Linked DNA regions of Mus musculus: regions 1 and 3 are each linked to region 2. The links are chromatin contacts, called in public Hi-C maps. All regions are on one chromosome and are shown on one strand. The core of a region is the stretch at or near the end of the contact, and the rest is flanking DNA. Distances in the headings are between cores, read along the strand shown.

Region 1 (2,700 bases), core at 82-2,581, 280 kb after region 2:
ACTCCATTCCCTGATGTCAACCCCCAGCACATGCTACACAAGGTAGATCATGATACAGCCCTGGCTTGCATGGGAGAAGCCTGGCCTGCGGCCTGGATGGGGGTTGGGGCACTGTCTGGAGAGTTCCCAACCCCTGCTGCCCATCACTAGGGGTTCCCAAACCTCACTCTCTGCTTAGGAGTCAAAGCGTTTTCTCGCTGCAGTGTGAGTCCTTTCCCCGGCCTGAAGAGTCTCACCGCCACCACAGAGAGCCCCTGGCTTCCATCCTGGACATCGGCCCTGTGCCCTGTCCCTGGATGTCATAGACCCTGTTCGACGTCCAGTCCTCTCAGCGCACCTTCTCCTTCCCACTGGGATCCTGTGCTATTTCCCTGACCCCCCAGCAGGCTGGTTCACATGCCCTCTGTGTCCCTCAGTGCCTGACCCCCAGGGAGCCCTCTGAATCATTATCTTATATCCTTGGTGGCTTCCTCACAGCTCATACTGGTCACCATGGGGGTGGCAGTGGCTGTCTGGATATTACCAGGGCTTTGGGCTGAGATTTCCCAGACTCCCTTCTTTCTGTGACCTCCTGACACAGCTATCTCTACTGCTGTGGTTCCCCCCTAGCCTCCTCCTCAGCCCCACAAGAGCATTTCCTAGCAGGCTTCAGGCCATGACACAAGGAAGGTCCATTTTAATGGCACCTACACAGGCCTGCCATCTTTGTCTTCTCGGAATAGACTTTCAGTGATGGGAGGCAGGGCCTGCCAACCCCTCTCATCCTCCGAGACACCACCAGGCTCTATTTTATGGGTCTGAAACCTTTGGCCTGATAGTTTGCTTTGTTTCAAAAAACTGCTTGCCAAACTATGTATGGGTGATTCCACATGAGAGGACCCGCCTTGCCCCTCCCTGTGGCTATCAGGCTGGGTTGGCACAAGGCCCTCCGAGACCTGGCCTCACCCAGGGTTGGGAGCTAACAGAAGTCTTACAAAAAGGCTTGATCTCCAGATGACAAGTTCACAGTTTCCTCCCAGGGCCCCTCAAAGTGGCAAAACCACAGCTGGATAGGAAAGGGATCCTGAGACTCAAAACAGTGCAGACATCTCCCTCCCTTCGTGGAGGGACCAACCAACCCTTCATGGAGGAACCCAACCAACAATGGTGCAAGGCCCAAACAACCTGAGAAAGACTCTGGCTTCCCCAGCAGCTGCTCAGGAAATGAATTTTAACCTGCAGGGTTCCTTGTGTCTCTAGTAAGTTTTCAGCTGATAGGAGTTCTCACAGTCCCAGCCTCTTTTCCCCCTCATTTCCTATGAAGAGCTTGTTGAAACTGGAACACTGAAGAGCTGAGTCAAATTCTCAAGTTAGCTCTGGATATTCAAAGGGCATGTTCAAGTTCTTCGCATGACCCAAGACTGAATCATCCTCACTTTGGCCTCTGCCCAGTACAGTAAACTTGCATACTGTGAAATTTAAAAAAAAAAATTCTGTAACAAGTTCTACATGCTAGAGAGATTTTAGCTGACCAGTGAGATATTTAAGGATCTGTAATATATAAAGAGCTCTTGAAAAGCATGACAAAAGGTTATGTTATAACAATATATTATGTAATAATATATTGAAAAATAATATATTAACTTATACACACACTCACACATACACACACACACACACACACATATATGGAGAGAGAGAGCAACTTCAGCACTAATTAAAGAACACAAATTGAAATGTCCCAAGGACTTTTGCTTTTGGTTTTGATTTATCTATCAGATTGGCAAAGACATAAAAAGTTGGCATCATTGGTATCACTGATGGCTAGCAAGAACTTATATGGGCTCAGCAGGAGGGGTGGAGACCAGGTGGATAGGCTGATCAGAGTCTAAATCTCAGACCCTCTGTGATAACAGTTACTTACAAAGAGATAAGCTCATAAAAAAACAAAATGAACAAGGGCGTAAAGGAAGAAAGGATGGGTATTTATCCCCACACTCTTCCTAACAGTAAAGTTTAAAGCTGGGTGTGGTGGCACACACCTGCAGTCCCAGCCATTGGTAGATTGAGGAAGGGGAATCAGGGGTTCAAAGCCAGCCTCTGCTACAGAGTTCAAAGAAGATTTGGAGTGTGTCTGTGTGTGTGTTTGTGTGTGTGTCTGTGTGTGTGTGTGTGTATGTGTGTGTGTGTGTGTGTGTGAGAGAGAGAGAGAGAGAGAGAGAGAGAGAGAGAGAAAGAGAGAGAATGTGAGGGGATTAAAAACACCTTCGTTGCCCTCCAAGCCCAGAGGGATCCACAGACACTGCTTTAAATAGTTCTCATTTCCCGTTCAAAGCTCTTTCAGGCATAGATGAGACAAAAGAATATTTTTTTATTTTATTTATGGGGAGGGGGTTGGACCATGTGCTGTGATGTGTGGCGGTCAGAGGGCAAGTTGTGTGGGCTGATTCTCTCCTTCCACCATGTGGATTCCAGGGATAGAATGTGGGGTCTTAGGTTAGGTGGCAAACACCTTTACCAGTTGAGCCATCTCCCCTATCCTGGCAAAAAAGTAAGATAATTTTATAAACAAAGTGCAACATTGATCTCCAAACTTGACAAAAACTTTAGATAAATTGTTCAATGATTTATCTTATTTGTGATTGTGTATACGAGTGTATGGGTGTGTGCACATGAGCAGAGGTGCCCTCAGAGACCAGAGTGTGGGATCCCCTGGAGCTG
Region 2 (2,700 bases), core at 11-2,510:
ACTTGGATGCCTGGCTTTGCAAACTGTGAAGGGAGACAGTCTGGTCTGTGTACCCCAGTCGGTGGTGACCTGTCATAGAGGCTTGAGGCAGCTCAGTCCTCTGTGGGTGCTTCTTACCAGCACTCATGCTGATGATGGACCCTAGGCCACCAGACTCCTGAGGTGGGACTGGAAGTCAGTAGGGACAGAGTGGCTTAAGAGACAGTTTCTGTTTCTATGTAGTGATCTAGGGAAGCAGGTTCTGTCCATGTTGGCTTGTCACTTTGTTCTGAAGTGATAGCATTGGAAGATATTTGAGCTGGGCTAGGGCTACCAGTGGGACAGAGTGCTGTCCTCTGGTGAAAACACACTGTCCTGAGCTGGAGGGGTCCACAAGCAGGCACATGCTGGCTGGTACTCACCGCTGCCTGCTTAGATGGGGATTGTTCTAGACATTGTGGGTTGATCAGCCCCTCTGGGATCTGTGGACCTTAGATAGATGATAGATAGATAGATAGGTAGATAGGTAGGTAGGTAGGTAGGTAGATAGATAGATAGATAGATAGATAGATAGATAGATAGATAGATAGATAGATGATAGATAGATCAACCTACTTAATGGTGATTCTTAGGAGATAATATCTGGGGATTTCTCCAGGCCAGGGCACTATTCTGGGCCCCTCTCCCACTGCTTCTGTTTCCTTGTGTATAATTTAGGATTGACCTCACTGAACCCTGGACCTGTAGGCACTCTGGAGAGCACAGCTCCTAAGAAAGGCTTTGGATGGTATGTAGCATCACTGAAAAATGGCTGACAGAAGCCTGGTGTGACAGGGCAGCAAGGAAGGGGCTGCATTTCTCACGGGCTCTCTACTTGGCACACAGTTTGGGGGCTCCTTGACAGCACCCCCTTCACCTCTGCATCTATACAAAGGTGCTCCGTCCTGTGTTCACCTGTCTCAATGAGCATTTTAAGCAGTGTCCCTCCCCCAGGTGAGGTGTGCACTGGGACAGCTGGCACCTGTATGCAGACCCAGATGCCATTGATGTCTGAGGCCCCAGTAGAGCCTGCTGTGGGCTGGTGTCACTGGCACCTTGTAAACCCATAGGGCACCCAGAATTGGCTTGGGTAACGGGATGTGTGCCCTTCATAGGGTCCAGCTGGTAGTATGAACTGGCACCCAGAGGTGTTTTGCATACAGGTGAGGGCCTGGGGCAGGCGCAGATTATCCAGGAGATAGGAGTCCCAGACTAGGGTACCTGAAATCCCTGATCTGTCCAGCAGAGGACAGCAGAGCTCCAGCGGCAGTGGGTGGATCCTGTCCCAGTCCGCTCACCTCCCCACTCTAAGGCTAGACTGGTGGTTACCTAAATGATCTTTCCTTCCTATTTTCATAAAGGCTTCCTTCGCGGCTGGGCAGCTTTCCTTGACTGCAAGGCCCACGTGTATTGTCCTCTCTACTGTCCCCCCTTGCCCATCTGAATGTATGTGTAGATCTTCTGGCCTAAGGGACCCCAGAAGACTGTAGGGCAGGAGTGTGTCTCCAGGACTGTCTCCTCTCCCGGCCTGGCTTGTCCCTTGGTGTTCCTCTTGTCTGATGTGGTGTGTATTTAGGGGTCCCCTATCATGGGCTTTCTCTGGCTAGAATGTGAACCTCACCAGGATAGAGATGTAGTTTACTTTTGGCCAAGTCCCAGGTGCTCAGGGAGGAACTGGTATATAGAAAGATGCCCAGGAGGTATCTGATGGGCAGACTGATAGGTGGAGAAATGTGTGGGTGTCCACTTCTGGGTCAACCACATGGTTTCCACTGTGAGCTGCCGAAGGGGTCCAGTTTGGGATGCAAATCTGGCCATGTTCTGACATATCCTCTGTCCTCTATGGACATTGGAAAGTGTAGAAGGCACTGAACCCTGAATGGGGAAATGGTTGACCTTGGGCTGGGCCAGTGTTGGAACAGACTCTGGGGTGACAGTGACCACCATGGGGACTCTGACATGTGCAGTTTAATGTGCACACATGATTATCCTTATTTCCGTTTGACAGGAAGGAACTGGAGCTCAGACCTTAATAGATACCTTCCCCACATTAACATCCCCCGCCCTTTTCTGTGTGTATCAAAGCTGATGCCTCAAGAAAACAGAAACACTGGCCATGTGCGTGGACAGAGAAACCGCGATGGTGTCACTGATGTGGTAGGCAGCTCAGACTTGGCAGGGACGGGGTGGGCGAGGGGGAGGTGTGAAGTCACTGCCTCCCTAGGGCTCAGAGTTCATGGCCCATAGAGCCCAAAGCATTTCTCTAATCAGGTACCTTCAGCATTTTTGTGAGATGCCAAGAATGTGTTTGGGGGCACCAGGGACTGGTTGGCCTTGCTTTCCCCTGGCACATAAACTACCACATAACTAAAGGGCAGGGACTCCTCGTGACCACAGCATGCAGGGCGGTGATCTCTGCTCCAGCCAGTGGTGGTGGCTGGTGGCCAATGGAGGGGAACTCCAGGCCAGGCAGGAGTCCGGGTGGTAAAATTGCCACGGGGTAGGAGACAAAAGCCCTCCTCTGAATACACTGAGGTGGACTACTGGCTTCTATTTTGTTTCCTCTCATGCCTAAGTTCTCAGTAAAGTGACAGGGATGGATTCCACATGTTGAGAGCAATTGATCTGCCCAAACTCAGGGTGATGGGTGTAGTCCTGACCTCCTGGAGTAGCCTTGGCTTT
Region 3 (2,700 bases), core at 87-2,586, 260 kb after region 2:
CCTATAACCTGGGGTGTTTCTGTTCTCAAGTGTACCTGAGTTGTCTTTTCCTCTTGTGATCCAGAACCAGCAGAAGGGCTGGAGCAGACAGGGAAGGATTGTCCTGCAGGACACAGGGCCTCTCAACTCTTTCTCTGAGGGACAAGAAGAGCCTGGCAGGGAAGGTAGGCGGAGTGGACAGGAGGGTTTGGGAGTCAGCCTCAAGCAGGAAATTCCAACAGATCAAATGCCAGCCCCTGGGTGAGGCTTTGGGTGGGGACCCATTGGCTTCTAGTCAGAAGGGGGCCTGGAACTGGGGCTGGACTTTCACTTTTACCAGCAAACTAAAGAAAGCCAAGTCTCACCGCCCTTGACTCACAGGCCACCTGCTGAGACTGACTGAGGTGGGGACCAAAGCCAGGCCCAGGAAAACAAGGGTGCCTCTGGCTCCATCTGTCTCAAGATACACTAGTCCAGCAGAAACCAGGTCAGACCACCTATGTCCCCAGAAGCTACAAACTCAAGGGTCCTTGGGCAATGTTATAGCCGAGGCACCATGTCTATGGGTAAAACAGCCCGGCTGACAAAGGAGTAAAGGATGTTTGGGGTGGGAGGGCTATGTCCACAGCCTCAGTGGGAGGAGGAACTAGTGTAGTCACATGGGTGGGAAGGTCTTCATGGGCTGTGACTTAATTTCTATTGAGATGACAGCACTTGGGAGATGGAAGCAGGGGGATCAGATTTTCAAGACCAGCCTCATCTATATAGTGAATGTGAGGCCAACCTGGGCTACATGAGAACCTGACTAAATGAACGAACAAACGAAAGAAAGAAAGACAGAAAGAGAGAGAGAGAGAGAGAGAGAGAGAGAGAGAGAGGGAGGAAGGAAGGAAGGAAAGAAGGAGGGAAGGAAGGAAGGAAGGAAGGAAGGAAGGAAGGAAGGAAGCAAGAGAAAGAGATCTTGCTATATAAACTGTCCAAGTTGATCCCAAAGCAATCCTCCTGCCTCAGATTACTAAGTGACCAAGATGACAGGTGTGCAACCAATAAACCCTTTATCTACTCAATACATTCAAACTTACTCATCTGCAAAACTTAATCCTGAAGTCCTGAAGTCTTGTCTGACCAGGCAGCTGCAACTGAGCATGTGCGCTGTGTCTCCAGGAGCCACCTCCCAGCTAGCTTCCTATTGAAAATGGACTCCCCCAGGGTAGCACCCTCTGATGATCTCCTACAGTGGGCAAACCTCTCACTGCAGAGGAAAGACGCCCCAGAGGGCATCTACAGAGAAGCCAAGAGCAGCCCCGTGTAAAACAGGAAATGGGCTAGGAAGAGGGAACTGAGAGATATTCAGTAGCCAGTCTCCCATTCACTTTCTTGCCCTTCACAGCAGCTCACCCATGCTGCCAGCCCAGGGAAGCATAGGAAGGCAGGCGCTGGGACTCTCTGCTGGCCTTGGCCAAGCAGAAAAGCCTGATGCCCACTGGCCAGCTCTCCTGGGCAACAACATGGGAATTCCCTAGGGGCTGAGCTCTGTCAGGAAGTGTTGCTGGGTCCCGGGTAGGCGCCGCTTATTCCCATAGACTTTCCCTACAGATGACCCAGGCAGGCTCCTGGTCAAGTCCACTTGGCCTGTGTGAAGGAAAAAATACCACTCCTATGAGGCAATGCTTTGCAGAGACCCAAGAGAGGGGGGCCGGCCACACCCTGACTTTTCATCCTCTCCCTCTCTTCCTTAGACCCATTCAACACCACACACACACACACACACACACACACACACACACACACACACACACACATACACACACTGTGCAACTTCTCTATTGTGTTCTCTGTGCTACTGCACACTCTGCTATGGGCCCGAGAGGCTTAGCAAAGGGCACTGGCCTTGGAAACTTTTATGCCACCAAAGGCTGTAGACACAGTCCCAAAGCCTCTACAGGGGGAATAGCTGCAGGGGACTCACAGACTGGACCTGAGGTGGCTTGACTGGAAAGAGACCCGCCACAGCAACCCCTGCTTCAGCTCTTGCCCTGCTGACATTCTGAGACAAGGAAATCTGAGGAGATGATTCAGATGCTAAATGCTCTCTGGGCAAGCATGAAGACCTGAATTTAATACCAAGAATGCATGTGGAAAAGCCAGATTTGGTCAGTGTTCTTGTAACCTTAGCTTTGGAGGGGGACTAAGGCATAGATCCCAGGGACTCTCTGGTCAGCCAGCATGGCCTAATTAATAGCCAAGTTCCAGGCCAGTGAGAGAGGTCTCAAAAAACAAACAAACAAAAAAACCTACCAATGATGGTAGCGCATGCCTTTAATCCCAACACCCAGAGTCAGAGACAGGCAAACTCGAAGAGTTGGAGGCTAGCCTGGTCTACATAGCAAATTCCAGGCCAGCCAGGACTACATAGTGAGACCTCCTAGTTTCAAATCAAAAACAAGGTGGACAACACCTGAGGGAGTAACTCCCAAGGTTGACCTCTGGCTTCGATATGGATAGTCATGGATGTGTCCCTGCACAGGAACATATGTGCACATGCATGCATGAGTGTGGGTGCACACACACACACACACACACACACACACACACACATTCTCTCCCTCTCCCTCTCCCTCTCCCTCTCTCTGTCTCCCTCCCTCTCTATCACCAGGGTGAAGAATAGATCCTAGAACTTCATAATTCATCAAAGACAGAAAGACAGTGGCCAGGACCCGT

Evidence for each region. Hi-C and Micro-C count contacts between places; a contact is called where the count stands out from the background.
Region 1: a Hi-C map of bone marrow-derived macrophages shows a contact between it and region 2, with 42 read pairs. The contact joins two enhancer-like sites. A contact is called at or near these places in 1 of 15 datasets of contacts at CTCF or cohesin (large pre-B cells), 4 of 484 Hi-C or Micro-C datasets (bone marrow-derived macrophages, cranial neural crest, embryonic fibroblasts and 1 more) and 3 of 115 datasets of contacts at active chromatin or transcription factors (embryonic fibroblasts, embryonic stem cells and pancreatic cancer cells).
Region 3: a contact with region 2 is called in a Hi-C map of bone marrow-derived macrophages, with 39 read pairs. The contact joins two enhancer-like sites. A contact is called at or near these places in 1 of 15 datasets of contacts at CTCF or cohesin (large pre-B cells), 4 of 484 Hi-C or Micro-C datasets (bone marrow-derived macrophages, embryonic fibroblasts and nephron progenitors), 3 of 115 datasets of contacts at active chromatin or transcription factors (bone marrow-derived dendritic cells, oligodendrocyte precursor cells and pancreatic cancer cells) and 3 of 9 other capture datasets (embryonic stem cells, embryonic tail and embryonic trunk).

The regions. Positions count from the first base shown.
Region 1 is chr7:144,962,767-144,965,466 of GRCm38.p6, reverse strand. No RefSeq gene overlaps it. Among named protein-coding and RNA genes, the nearest start is that of Ccnd1, 24 kb to the right of the region's middle. Within about 2 kb of position 1,331, at least 51 of the 459 cell types and tissues checked have an H3K27ac peak or open chromatin away from gene starts, as enhancers often do. A contact at or near this core is called in bone marrow-derived macrophages and pancreatic cancer cells, where this site is marked.
Region 2 is chr7:145,241,856-145,244,555 of GRCm38.p6, reverse strand. It overlaps a transcript of Tpcn2 not described here. Among named protein-coding and RNA genes, the nearest start is that of Smim38, 35 kb to the right of the region's middle. Within about 2 kb of position 1,260, at least 19 of the 459 cell types and tissues checked have an H3K27ac peak or open chromatin away from gene starts, as enhancers often do. A contact at or near this core is called in bone marrow-derived macrophages and pancreatic cancer cells, where this site is marked.
Region 3 is chr7:144,980,492-144,983,191 of GRCm38.p6, reverse strand. No RefSeq gene overlaps it. Among named protein-coding and RNA genes, the nearest start is that of Ccnd1, 42 kb to the right of the region's middle. Within about 2 kb of position 1,336, at least 69 of the 459 cell types and tissues checked have an H3K27ac peak or open chromatin away from gene starts, as enhancers often do. A contact at or near this core is called in bone marrow-derived macrophages and pancreatic cancer cells, where this site is marked.